Regions from separate parts of the Mus musculus genome. Here region 1 is linked to region 2. Evidence: chromatin contacts called from public Hi-C data. All regions are on one chromosome and are shown on one strand. The core of a region is the stretch at or near the end of the contact, and the rest is flanking DNA. Distances in the headings are between cores, read along the strand shown.

What was found. A called contact is a pair of places that touch in the nucleus more often than the background predicts.
Region 1: a Hi-C map of rod photoreceptor shows a contact between it and region 2, with 2.8 times the contacts expected there. A contact is called at or near these places in 14 of 39 promoter capture datasets (the 3T3-L1 cell line, 3T3-L1-derived adipocytes, the HPC-7 cell line and 8 more), 127 of 484 Hi-C or Micro-C datasets (3T3-L1-derived adipocytes, the AML12 cell line, the C2C12 cell line and 45 more) and 22 of 130 datasets of targeted methods (astrocytes, a beta-TC-6 cell line, bone marrow-derived dendritic cells and 10 more).

The regions. Positions count from the first base shown.
Region 1 is chr19:28,873,781-28,880,960 of GRCm38.p6, forward strand. It overlaps Slc1a1 (solute carrier family 1 (neuronal/epithelial high affinity glutamate transporter, system Xag), member 1), which reads left to right. Exons shown (of 12, transcript NM_009199.3): 2 at 5,233-5,373. Among named protein-coding and RNA genes, the nearest start is that of Gm52404, 31 kb to the left of the region's middle.
Region 2 is chr19:28,774,555-28,781,584 of GRCm38.p6, forward strand. It overlaps Gm35922 (a long non-coding RNA gene), which reads left to right. Exons shown (of 4, transcript XR_877801.1): 3 at 4,878-4,954. Among named protein-coding and RNA genes, the nearest start is that of Gm35922, 18 kb to the left of the region's middle.

The DNA.
Region 1 (7,180 bases), core at 2,066-4,565, 100 kb after region 2:
AGACCAAAAGATAATGTCCTCTCTACCCGGCATCCTAGTGTACCTTTCTGGAGAAACCGTCACAGACAAACTGAAAGGCATGTCTTGTATATAATTTTAAATTTAGTCAAGATGACAGTGAAGACTTATTGTCACTGATTTAGTCGGTGGTCTGCATGGACCACTAAGTTTCAAAGCAATGAAAGCAAAGCTTAAGCCGCTTGCTATGGCAGGGACACAGAATCAACTGTGACTTGTGGTTCAGAATCGTCTTCCTTGTCAGGAAGACATTGAGATACTATTTAACCCTCAGTGGTGTCAGAAGGAGACCACTTCTTAGTCTACAAGTTTACAGAGTTCAAGTCTCTGCTGCAGAGAAACCTATTAGATCCTTAACAAAATCATCCTTCTTCTGGAATCAGACTGAGTTAGCTGGGTGCTAGACAGTGCAGAGAATTGACTCAGATGGCTGACTTCTGGCCTTCATATGCACGTGCATACACATGTGCACCCTCACACACATGTGCACCTGCCCACATGCACACCTACATAGACACATGCACCCTACACACAAATATCCATACACACCTGATCATAGCCCGAAAATATCCTTTAATGATAGAGCCATAAAAAAAATGACAGGAGATGACATGTCAGAAAGAATTTAATTGAGGTGTTCGATGTAGTGACAGACAAGAGTGTGTGGGTAGCCACAGTGGTGGATAGGAAAGGGAGAACAATCTTGCCTTTTGTATATTTGAGTTGGGAAATTTGTGTGTGAATTTTTGGACTTGCGTTGTTTCCAGTGTGCCTTTATTAATATTGATGGCACAATAGTTTTGTTCTTAAGGACTTGAAAACAAAATAAAAGCTTTATAAACCCATACATCTGGTTTCTAAGCCGGAATTCCTGTGAGGAGCTTGCAATCATGTGACCACTCAGATCTTGAGGAGCAAGAAAAGATAAGGAAAAGGCGCAGACACACTGTGATGTAAGGCAAGGCAGAAAACTGGCCTTGTGTGCTTTGTGTTATTGCATAGATTGTGTGTTCGTTAGCTTGCAATAATGAAAGCTCCTTCTATGCTTGTCACTAATGTTCCTCTCAGAAGAGCCCTGGGAGGACGAACATACACATTATATCAATGCTCAGTGTGATGACATGGCTCAGTAAGTATTCTGGGGGTAATCATTTTCCTTTGTCAGTAATGTTTATTTCTAGCTCAAATTAGTTTATGTACTAGTGAACTATTATTAAAAAGGTAGTGAACTATTATAGGTATGTGCATGCCTGTGTTTAGGGTCTCTTACCGACAAATCCCTCCAATGGAATGCTGTTTTGTTTCTAAGTCCGAGCCCAGTGCAATGCAGCTTCTATTCAGCTTCTATCCCAGGTTAGTTTTGTAACTGTGGAAAGTAGAAGCCCCTGTCATTGGAAGAGGAAGAACAATAGGCTGAGCTGTTGCTGCTGCAAACCCTTACCACCACCACCACCCCTCTTATTTTCTGATCTATCATTAGTCCAGATAATGGACCATGAAGCCTATCTTCTCCTTCAAACTTGAGTCTTCACATTTAAGAATCCTTAGCTGAGGTCTTTCTCCCTGTGTTTATTCTTTGTGGGCTCTGTGTGTGTGTGTGTGTGTGTGTGTGTGTGTGTGTGTGTGTGTGTTAGCATAAGAGCTGGAGACAGCATGGGAAGGTTTCTTAGAGCTGGAATTCTATGATCTTACTTTAAAGCAAGGAAATCAGGCTCAGGTGAGACCCCGTCCTCCTGGGTAGTAGAAGGGCTCTTTGCAGTCAGCTAATCTAACTGTTGCTCCAGTCTAAGGAAGCCACTAAATTCAAGAAGTTAAAGTTCACAGGTGGTGGAGCTAGAATTTGAGCTTGTTCAACTTCTATCAGTTTTCTTTCCAATCTACCTCTGGAGCCGCTTAGGGGTTGCCTTGCAGTTGTTTGGGAAGGATTGTTTTTATATACCAAGATTCCTTTTCCATTAAAAGCCCAAAATTTACCCAAAGCAACTTGATTGATGGTTTCTACAAAACAAGTGAACACAGGCAATTCATACAAAGCCAGAAATGAGGATGCCATGCCTTTTAAATTTATTTAAAATATTTTTAATAATTGATATCTTAACTATTCATGAACATATGAATTACATTGGACTGAGAATACAGTTCTCTTCTGTTTTATGTAGCATTAAATGATTTAAGACCTCCCAAATATTCAGGTTGAAGTGCATGTTCCTTGCTACCTGCCTCGATGTTTTGAGTTCTTAAATGGAAGACACACACACACACACACACACACACACACACACACAGAGCCTTGTATTTAATATGTCCTAATCAGCTTAATGACTGGGCCACTCCCAAACCTCTACATTGTTAACACCTCCTCTCCAATACTCCTGAGTAACTACTTACTAAAATCTCTATTTTATCTTTGTTACCCAGACCCAATGGGGCCTTGGGGTTACTCTTCCGTAGCTCTTACATGATTGGCATTCTGTCTTCGGTAGCCTCTCAAGCCTGGGTCTTTTCCTTTTTCGGCTTGTTCCTTCCTCGGTCCCCTTGTCTGTGAACCCTAAGTCTGGCCTCTGTCTCCCTGCCCAGCCATTAGCTGCCAGCAACTTTAGCTAGAATTTGGAAAATATGTGCATACTAATATGTACCAAGGCAGCGTATGCAGAAGAATAGAGTTTAGCTAAGGTTATAAATCTTCAAAACACATCTTATGGGATTCATCCATGTGGGTGAAGACTGGACGATTGCATCTGAATGCAGCTTGTTCCTTAGAATTCCCTTTTCATTGCCCTATGGTGACTAACGGGGCCATTTGAGTTCCTGAATTTACACATTCAGTGATATCCTCCTTGAATCTCCTGTGATTTAGTCTTTTTCCCCTCCAACTGACATGTCACTCGTCAAGCTGACACAGGATGAAAGAAATGAGAGTCACCCCGCTCATTTGTCACTTGATTTTAAACTAGGTACGTGTGTGTTGAGGGAAGAGAAAGAAGAGCAGTTAGATGTTATTTGAAGTATTTGGGACAAGATAATATGAAAATCTTAATATTTTATGAGTCTTAGCAATCAACGTCGTTGTTAAATTAGACCTCCATAGAGTGGATGATTTTCACATAGACAGCTTTAGGCAAGATTTCAAAGAATCTATGACATTGCTTGTTTCTTTTCTTCATTTCAGTTATTTATAACTAACCTATGATTTATTTCTGGAGTTTTCCAAGCAATATTTTGAGACTGAGATTCATGTAGGTCACGGAAACTTTAGCACACAAGGGAGGGGATCCAGGGCTGCTGGACACACATAAAATCCTTGGATTAATGAGATTAATGAGAGGCCCTCCTAGCCAGATGATGCATTTAGTTGCCAGGGGAACCAACCAATCTTGTAATTCAAGGCATTCATTCCTAGGGAGGGGAACGGGTTGATCAACCAATAGTCAATAACGTAGTCAATCATGTCTGTATAATGAAGCTTAAAAACAAAAGACTTAGGTTCCAACACTTCCAGAGAAGTGAACGAATTGTGTTTTGGGAAAGTAGTATGCCACAGGGCAAGGAAGTTCTGTACCCTTCTCCCATTCATGGGACTGTGTATCAAGTCCCTGGCCATTCATCCCGGTGCTCTGGAATACCCTTAATGTTTGCTTCAGTTTTGCAATCTGTTTTAGTGAACTAATTGAACCCAAAGAGAGGCGCATAGGAACCCTGACTTAGAGAAGTTCGGCTGGAAACTCAGGCCACTACCTGGGCTTATGTTTGGCACCCAACGTAGAGCAATTTCATGAGATGCTGTCTACATTTAACCTGGGGGAATCTGATTTCTTAATAATGCCCATGTCCTTGTGTTTACATAGTTACACAGCTCAGAATATAAGGAAATCGGGGTCAGAAGCTTCATAAATGAACTCTTAAGGCTAGGGAGATGGCCCAGAAGTTAAGTGCATTTATTGCTTTTCCAGAGGACCCGAGTAGATCTGCTGCTCTCTTCTGGCCTCTACAGATACTTCACTGTGTGTGCAACCCTCCCGTCAGCCACCCGCCCTGTCCCCCTCCCCATGCACAGAGCAGATACGCACACATAATTAAAAATAAAAATATAATTCTTTTAAAATATACTCTTGAGTTGATAGATTTAAGCGTGTCGTTTCTTAGAAATAACTAGAATAATCAAAAGCATTAGCCAACGTCAGTGCTCCAAAACATGGCACCTGTCAGAGTAAAAGTGAATTTGTTAGATGTGAGGATACACATCTATAGTCTCAGCAGCAAGGCGGGAAGATGGCAGGGTTGAAGCTAGCTGGGATATACAGATAGACCTTGTCTAAAAACAAAGTAAAAGCTATTTCTTCCCATTAAAATTATAAAAACTGCACAAATAGAGATGACCTTATTAAAATTTATCTTTTAAAAGAGTTGTTTATTTACTTTAGTGTGTGTGTGTGTGTGTGTGTGTGTGCGCGCGCGCGCGCACCCGCGCGTGAATGCAGTGTCTGAAGAAATGAGATGAAGTTATATCCCTCAAAATTGGAGTTACAGGTAGTTGAGAGGCACTCCTCATGGGTGCTGAGAAGAGAACCTGGGTCCTCTGCAAGAGCAGCAAATGTTCTTAACCACTGAACTAGCCCCCAAAATTTATTTTATAAAAAGCATGTTTGAGAAAAATGCAAATATAACATGAACTATAAAATACATTTAGAGTCTCTCCTGTGGGTAAAGTATAAGATGACTTGTGAAAAGTGTTACAGGAGCATACAAAAGATAATGAGTGTGGGGACTGCGGATGTGGCTGTTAGTGCACTTACTGAGCATGCGCGACACCTGCACTCACTGAGTATGCGCAACCCCTGGATTTACTGTTCAGCAGTATAGAAGGAAAGGGGGGTGGGGGTGGGGGGAAACAGAGGCAAGAAGGGCAAGAGGTTTGATAATGATGAATCTTTTCTTTTCCATGGTAGTCTTTGATGATGTGTTGTTATACTAGAGCGAACTGAGGAAGAAATGAAAACAAAATCCTCCATGTGAAGAATATTATTTCTTATACTTTTTAATGTATGCTTCCTATTCATTACCTTTTGGATTCTGTACGTCTAAACGTCTAGGTTTGAGAGGGATGGTCTAAGCAGCTTTTCCTTGCCTTTGAAATTTGCATCCTGCAGTACTTGTGCATTAAATTATGTGCTAGAGAACTGAAAACGTTTCCCCTTTCTTCCCCGTTTTTCTTAGGAATTGTCTTAGGAGTCGTGGTTCGAGGACACAGTGAGCTCTCAAATCTGGATAAATTCTACTTTGCTTTTCCTGGGGAAATTCTGATGAGGATGCTGAAGCTGGTCATTTTGCCGCTGATCGTATCCAGCATGATCACAGGTACCTGGTGTTCTCTGATTATTTCAGGAGTGCGTGAGGACCAGGGTTGCTCTTTACTAATTATGGGAAAAAAATCAAAATGCATTGAATGCATCATATAAGCATGCGTGCACACACACATGCACAGAGCCCTCATTTGCAATGCACATTTCCTTGACTTGAAATGTGATGGGATTCTCAAAGTGTCATTGCTGCAGTGTGTCGCTATCCCTCTGGCACTGTTGACCACAGCCCAAACCTACATTTGTCCGACATGTGATGCCTTGTGTGCAAGATGCTGTTTTTAAATGTATTATGAATAAAACTCTATCTAGGGCACAGAAGGGGAAAAATGCATATTTGGCCATGGAAATGTCAGCTTGTGTCCTCCGGGAAAATTCGGTTGTCAATTTTGATTACCTTTTCAGTAGCTGGCTCCTTTGGTTCCCAGCTCCTGCCCTCCTGCCCACTAGCCTCTGTGCAGCTACCCTGAGGGTGCCTCTCCTCCTGGCTCCTCACCCACTTCCACTCCTCCACAGAACTCAGCATTAGCTACAGACATGCCCTGCAAACCTGCCATGGTATCAGCTGCCAAGAGCTAAGGGCAAGGTTTCACTGGGGTTTGCAACCTACTCTAGAAGACCAGTACTTTAAACTCTGCACTTACAGTACAGTTAGATTTGGATTTTTTTTTTTTTTTTGCCTTCAAACATTATATTGCAGAGTTCCTTCAAACAGCAACAAACATTCTTATGTGGATATTAAACTTGTTGTTGTTGTTGTTTAATGCCAAGTATGTGGAGTTGGTATACAGCTGTGTGCGTTCTGGGCTTTTTTACACGGATTTAATTCTGGCACTTGGTAAAATGTGGCATGATGATGTTTCTCACTAGTGTTATGGGCTTGAAAGGGGAAGGTTTTATGTAACTATCCAATTAGGAGTCTTGACATGTCCTCCTTCCAGAACCCTCTTCTATACTGCTATGGCAAAGGCTCAGCCTGTTGAGTCCTGATATTAGAGGTGGGGATAGGGGTGTCAGGATTTGCTGTCTTCATCATTTTCTGAAAAGCTGTCACATTTGCCTATTCTCAAGAGCCAAAATCCAGTCAGACCAGAGCCCCCCGGGACCATTCTTCTTAAGTGGTCTTGGTGTTCTTGGTTTATTAGAAACCTATAGAGAACATCTAATTACTTTTATTTAGGAGTTTAATTATTTTAAAATTACCATTTTCTTTTAAGCCTAATAGCCTGAGGGGTGGGAGAACTGAAGAACCATCATTTGTCTCATATAATGTTTGCTTATTCAAATTATTGAAAGCATTTAAAGTTTGGCAGAGTTCTTATAAATAGCCATATTTCCAGCATTAAAAAAAAAATCAAAGCTGCAGACACTGGGCTTCTGTTTCCCCACATCGTGTCCTGGAGCAAGAGACAGCTATTCAATTTAGCTGGCATGAATGCATTTGAGGACACCAAAGCCACCAACATTCTGCCTGGCCCCTGTAAGCACTGCACATAGAACTTAGAATTTTCTCCCTATCAAATATTGTACTCTTTTAGACAATATGAAGCCTTGGGCTTCTCTCTCAGCAAACATATTCACATCTCTCTCTCTCTCTCTCTCTCTCTCTCTCTCTCTCTGTGTGTGTGTGTGTGTGTGTGTGTGTGTGTGTTTGTGTAGAGACAGACAGAGAGAGAGAGAGAGATAGAGAATACTTTGCATGCATCTATAAAAGCTTAAAGCCATGTGATATATGACATAGTTTGATTCTTTTGGTTTATGGGGAAAATTAAAAAAAAATCAGGAGCTGAAAAGATGGCTCAGCA
Region 2 (7,030 bases), core at 1,232-3,731:
GCTTTTGTTATAGTGACAGAAAACTGACTCACACAAGTGATTGTTACTTGTAATATTTCCTGTGGCTACCGAAGTTGTTCAGTCTCTTCCTGGCTTGAACGTTACCTGTGGAAGACTGGCATTCTCTTTGAATCTCCAGTGCATAGCACAATGCTTGGTAGATAATAAGTGCTCACCAAATGTGTAAATGGATGGATAGATGGGTGAATGGATAGATGGATGGTTGAGTTAATGGATGGGACTGAATTAATAGGAATAGGTTGGGTGGATAGATTGGATGGATGGACTGATTGGATGGTTAGATGGATTGTATGTATGTGTGTATGAATGCATGTATGTGTGTGTCATGAATGGATTGGACTGGAAAGATGAAATAATGTATGATACATGTTGATGGATATGTGCATTCATGCATTGGCTGCATGGGTTGAATTGATGGGTTGAACCAAATGAAAATGGGTAGATGAGTGGGATTGAATGGATAGATATATATTGATTGGGTTGGATGTTTGGATGAGTTGGATGGATGGGTGTGAGTTCAGCACCATTCTCTGCCCATCATGTCGGAACCAGTAAATGCTCAACTAGGACTGGAGCATATTACAGCATTAATACCCCTCAGGACCGTGCATGAGCCTCCAAATGGCACATGTTCATTTGCCTTCTAGGAGATACATCTTGCCTTATTTTACTTGGTAGGACAGTTACCTCCCTCTTTCCCTCAGTTCCAGGACCACATTCTGTCTGTTTTGTATTGTTAGGGTCAGGCATCCACAGCTACATCCCCAAATCTCCAAATGCTTGTAGGATTTGGCTTTCTGCTAAATGCTAGCAGAAGGAAGAGACATTGTTTATTCCTCAGACTCTTTTGTAGCTGCTGGTATTTGTGGAAGCAGATATGGCCTTTCAGTGATCCAGCCTTCTGCACTAACTGTGGATCCTCATTGTTGCCAACACTGGCGAGGGTGACTGTGCTCAGCATTCCTAGTATTGGCTGGCCTAGGAACTGAATCGTATATTTTAATGATGGGTTTTCTTCCCTTTTAGTCTCTTGGTCCTTGAGGCTGACCACTACATCATACAGATACTGATCTCTGAATGCCACACAGTGTCACATTGCCATCTCCTCCTCTTGCTTCTCTAGTTCTCTTATTTGCTTTTCCTTCCAGGCCTCCTAAGTCCAAGATCTACGTTAAGTCCATAATTCTGAGCATGGTAGAGTCATTTCTGTTCTTCTGACAAAACCCTAACTGATAGATTTGGTAAAGGTGAGAGAAATATAATTATACAAGGTATCAAAAAACTCGGGTTTGAGAGCATTTCATTTGTTCTAGAAGTTAAATGGTTCTAAAATAGAGATTAAATGGGATAATTGTATCACTGTTAAGTAGTATATTACTAGTTTGGATCATAACTGCCCTCCAAAAAGCCCATGTGTTCAAGCCTCAATGGCCGCATCCATGGAAGCTGTAGACGTTTAGTATGTGAGGGGTAGTGGAAGGAGGAGAGTTCCCTGGGGCACATGCTCTTCAAGGATGCTATTTTTCCACTCTTTGCTTTCTGGACACCATGAGGTGACAAGTCTTTTGCACTGTATTATGATCCTGCTGTACTATGCCAAACTGCCACAAGCCCAGAGCGACATGGCTAAGTGCCCATGGACCTCTGAAATTGCATGTCAAAAATGTGTGCTTTCTCCTTGTGAACTGCTTATCTTAGGAATTTCTTCCAGTAGTGGAAATCTGAAGGTTGTACACAGTGGTGATTAGAATATTCCAGACAACCCAGAATAGTCCCTCATTTTTCTTGTCTTAGTATTATTGTTGTTTTCTTAATCTTTTGTGTGTTTCGAGACAGGGCTTTACTATATAGTCAAGGCTGGCTCCAAACTCACTAGAAAGCTAAAATTCCAAGTCCCAGGATTACAGGGCTGAGTGACCACACTCACTGCCCTGAGTTCTTTGATTTAGTATTGGGATGAGACAGCCAAAGAGTCCATGGGAGAGACTTGCAAGAAAAGTGAAACTTTGACCACATCTTCTTGTTGCTGTTTTAATTTTGCTTTTCACACAAACCTACAAGGATCTCTTTCTCATAGATTATTCTATGAGTTCCAAATGACCTATAATTCTATTGTTCCATGGTTTCCTTAGTATTTTATCAGGTTTATTATCCATCAAAGCCTTGCCTGGGTTGATCTGAGTGTTCGTTGGGATGCCCAGAGAAGTCGAGGTATCAGGACTCCATACCTCCTAATCTCCAGAGTCAAACTGCTGAAGTAAGGGAGTTAGCATTAATGCATTTTTTTTCTGTTGCATAGATGATTAAACCTCTCAAGATCAAGGCCCTTGTACCTCTGATGTAATTGCAATTGCATCTAACATGGCTTAAGCAGAAAAGCCAAGTCTATTCCTTTCCCAGTGTTCCGTGTGAGGGAAGATGCTCATGATGACCAGGTGGTGTCACTACCACCTAATTAATATATCCAGCTCCTTGGAAATCGTGTCCCACAACTGCGCTGGACTTCTCTTGAACTCTGATTCTATGCTTACACTTCCTGTTTGCCTCCCTTTCTCAAGTGCACAAACTTTGCCAAGAAAACCAGGGACTCTACACAGCTTGGGTTCTCTGAGAGCAAGCAGTGGTGTGTGTTCTGGTGGCCAGGCCTCACTGGAGAAACAAGACTAAAAGAGAGCAGAGGTCATCGCACTAGCTTCCTGGTGTTTGTATCCTAGTGACCAGGGAAGGATCCACTTAATGGACGAGTGAGAGAAGCTGGGTTCGACCTCTTTGTCTTCTTAAATCACCCTTTACAATCTTGCCAGTTTTCAGTAACATTTGAGTTGAATAAAGCTGAATTTTCTTTTTTATGTCTACCACTGCTATACCATTGTTATCCCTGGATAAGCAAATATCTAAGTTTACTATGAAGTTCTTATTTTTATTTGTTGGCTTAAATCTTTTTGTGTAATATATTTTTATCATATCCTTTCCCCTTCCCCTAACTCCTCCAAGATCCTCCATAGCCACCCAACTTCATGTTCTTTCTTTAAAAAGAAATCAGAACAAACAAAAACAAAATAAACAAAAGCAACACACACACACACACACACACACACACACACACACATAGAGTCCATTTTGTGTTGACCATCAGCTCCTCAGAATGTCATGGAGTGTAGCTGATATATCTATCATTGCTCCATTAGAAGAAACTGATTTTCCTGTTCCCAGTGGGTATTACAAACAGCTTCTTGGTTAGAGGTGGGACTTAGTGTCCACTTCCCCTTCTCCGTGTCAGGATTTTGTCTGTCTTGAATGTGTGCCAGGCTTAACGCATGCTGCCACAGTCTGTGTGAGTTCATGTGTGCATCAGCCCTCCTGTTGTGTCTGGAAGGCATCCACCATCTCTGGCTCTTGGATCCCTGAGCCTTGAAGGGAAGAGTTTGAGAAAGACATTCTATTTAGGGCTGGGTTGGCCAAAGTTTGTGGCCATTGTTCATGTATGGGTCTCAGAGTTAGTTCCTCTCTGCTACAGAGGAAGCTTTTCTGACTAGGGCTGAGAGATATGCTGACATATGGGTATAGCAATACATTATTAGGAGCCCTTTTCATGTTTGCTTTCCGTTTTCTGTTTGTTTGGTTTTTTGCTACGCTTCTTTATAAAAATAACAGTAATAGCTGTCTTCCTAGATCCCAAGACCTCTCTAGTCTCAGGTCATGAACGATTATGACTCATCTGGGTAACAAAGAACCTGTGCATCTGGCAGAAGTTATTGGATTATTACTTCTAGTTATTCACAGGCTTAGGATGCTATGTCCTCCGATAGAATTGTTCCTGTACAAGCTCAGACCTGGAAATAATATTTTACCCTTTGTGAATTCCAATCCTCTGGTTGCACTAAAAATCCACAGAAACGGTTGGAAGGAAATAGAATCTAGATTTACGAGCTTGAAAGAGACCTTTAAAGGCCCCTGTAGCTCTTCTCTGGTAACAGCCGACTTAATCTCCGTCTGAGCCCCTGTGTCCAGCAAGGCTGGTTTCCTGGATAATCCCCCCTTCTTTGTGTTAACTGCAGGATCATTCTGTGTCTAGAGTATAAACTGCAACAAATTGAGGTATTGGCTAGCAAACAAATCTCCAGTAATAGAAGTAGACTCCCTCCTTGCTCAAAACAAAGGTCTTTCTTTTTCTGTTGTCCCAGGGAGAACCTGGGTCCCCCCATCACACCTAGGTTATGCCTCCCCTGCATTTACATCCCTGAAAATCCATCTACCTCAGTAGGCCCTCCTTACGTTCGCAGGATGGCTGGAGGAGTTCTGGTCTGCTAATCATCGTTGCACTTACAGGGCATTAAGCTCGTTCCTTCTATTCCCCACATGGTGCTAAGGAAGATATGACCACTGGAGGAGGCTGGGCTTTCATGAGCTCCATCAGGGCAGTGGTTCTCAACCTTCCTAAAGCTGCGACCCATTAAATCGCTTCCTCATGCTGTCGTGATCCCCAATCATAAAATTATTTTTGCTGCTACTTCATTACAGTAATTTTGCTACTGTATGAAATGTAATGGTAGGTCACCCCTGAGAAAAGGTTGTTTGTGACCTACAGGTTGAGAACTGCTGCATCAGGGAAGATTATTAAAACAATAGCCATGACTGCTGGAGAAGGCTGTGGTAGTTTGACTAAGACTGGCTTCCACAGAATCATGGTTTTATACCTGGTCCCCAATGGGTAGAAACGTTTGGGAAGGACTAGGAGGTGTGGCCTTATTGGAGAGGCTGTGGGCTTTAAAGTCTCAAAAGACTTGTGTCATTCTCCATTTTTCTCTCTCCCCTTCCCCCTCTCCCTTCCCTTCTCCCTCTCCCTTGTCCTCTAGCTCACGGTTGTGGATCAAGATGTAAGATGTCAGCTGCATCTTTACTCTGACTTCATGGACTCAAAACCTCTGAAACTGTAAGTCAAAGTCAATTCTATTTCTTTTTTTTTTTTTTTTTTTTTTTTTTTTTCTCACCAAGATGAGCAAGCAAGGAGTCTCTGGTTGATTGAAGTTCCGATGCTTTCTCCACATGGCATTTTTTTTTTAATAAGTTGTCTTGGTCGTGGTGTTTGGTTGCAGCAATAGAAAAGTAACCAAGTTGAATCCTGGCTAGTAAGATGGGCCTGGAAAATACTCTGACTTCCAGAAATCTTCGCTAACAGGGCAGAAGAAGAGTAAGAGCAAATTTTACTGGAAGAATTTCATGATAGCGGCTGGGTGCGGTTCCTGTCTCCTTGGCTACCATATATATATACATATACATATATGTGTGTGTGTGTGTGTGTGTACAGATACACATATAAACATTAGTAAAAATTAAAAAATAAATCTTAAAGTTTTAGTTTATTTTTTATTGGATATTTTATTTACATTTCAAATGTTATCCCCTTTCCAGGTTTCCATCTTCCACCCCCCCAAAACCCTTTCCTCTATCCTCTTACGCCCTGCTTCTATGATGGTGTTCTCCCTCCTCCCACTCATTCCCACCTCTCCACCCCAGCATTCCTCTCTACACTGGGGCAACAAGCCTTCATAGGACCAAGGGCCTCTCCTCCCACTGATGTCCAACAAGGCCATCCTCTGCTACATATGCAGCTGGAGCTATGGGTCCCTCCATGTGTACTCTTTGCAATAACGAACAGCCCAAAGTGTCTCCAAAGCTACCATTAGATAGCTTTGAAGTTATGAGTTGGTACTAAGCCAGAAGAACTGTCATAAACTATACATTTGGGAAAAAAAAAAAAACTAAGCTTCTGAAGTCCTCAAGGAGGTAGAAGATGAATTAAAGAGGAACCGTCACTTATACTTAACAGATTTGTGTGTATGAAATTAAAGTAAGAACACTTAAATTGGCTAAGGTGTAAAAGCCTTAGTCAGCCTAAACTTTCACAAGAGGATCTAGCAGCTATGAAGTGTCACTCTGGCTACTTGTCTATATGCTTTAGCTCATCAAATCTGAGTGTGTGTGTGTGTGTGTGTGTGTGTGTGTCCCACAACAAAGGTATTCTTTATTCTCCTCCATTTCCCATATGATATCATTTAGGTTTGGAAAAACTCATTTGTCCACATTAGAACATCTGATAAGGAATGAAGTTGAAATTCAATGCCAGGGATGATCTCAAAGTCCAGGCTCCGGAAAGCCATGCTCTGGCCTGCCTCCATCCAGGGTGCCATTCAGTGTCTCTTCCCATACAAAGAAGCACTAGTTTCTGGTTTTCCCTCAAGCAGAGAAGGGTGGCGTGTAAGAAAGAGAACTTGTCTTAGTTTCTTAGTTTGAGATTCCACACTGAGCAAAGGACCACCTAAGACCTCCAAGGCTGCTGAGACACAAAAGTCTCTGCTGTTGTTAAATATAGTGCACTAAGAGTTTGCATTTCCAATGGTTTTTAGATCTTGAAACAAACTAAAAATTTAGGGTTCAAGGGAAGAATCTAGATTAAAGAATAAAGCCAGGCATCGTGGAATAGACCTATAATCCCCAAACTCACAGGGCAGAAACAGGAGGATAATAAACTAGAAGCCAGCCTGGGTTACATATTTTCCTGTTTCAAATTACATTTTAAATAAATAAAATAATAAATGCACGCCAGAGAAGTATGCTTCTTGTAGTGTGCAGGTAGTGTATAGTTTTGTATCCAGAACAATCGCATCACGTGACGATAGAGACACATGTGGGGCAGATGCCTGCACTGGAAGATGGACATCTAAACTACACAGAGTAATCAGATGTCCAAGATAAAACAAACAAAGGTTCAAATCGATTCAGGTAGAGTTGGTTGAGCTTCTTCTACATTTCAGACTTATCCTCGCAGGCAATAATAGCACTAATGGTCAGGAGTCTTCCTGCAGAAGAGAGACAAGCAAGGAGGCAAAACAGAAGGGGATATGAGAGATGGCTGACACTTTTAAAAGTGCAGTGATCAGTGTTGTCATCGGGACAGAATCTGGAGTCCCCTGGGAGATGGAGCTCGGGCCCCCTGAGAATTGCCTCG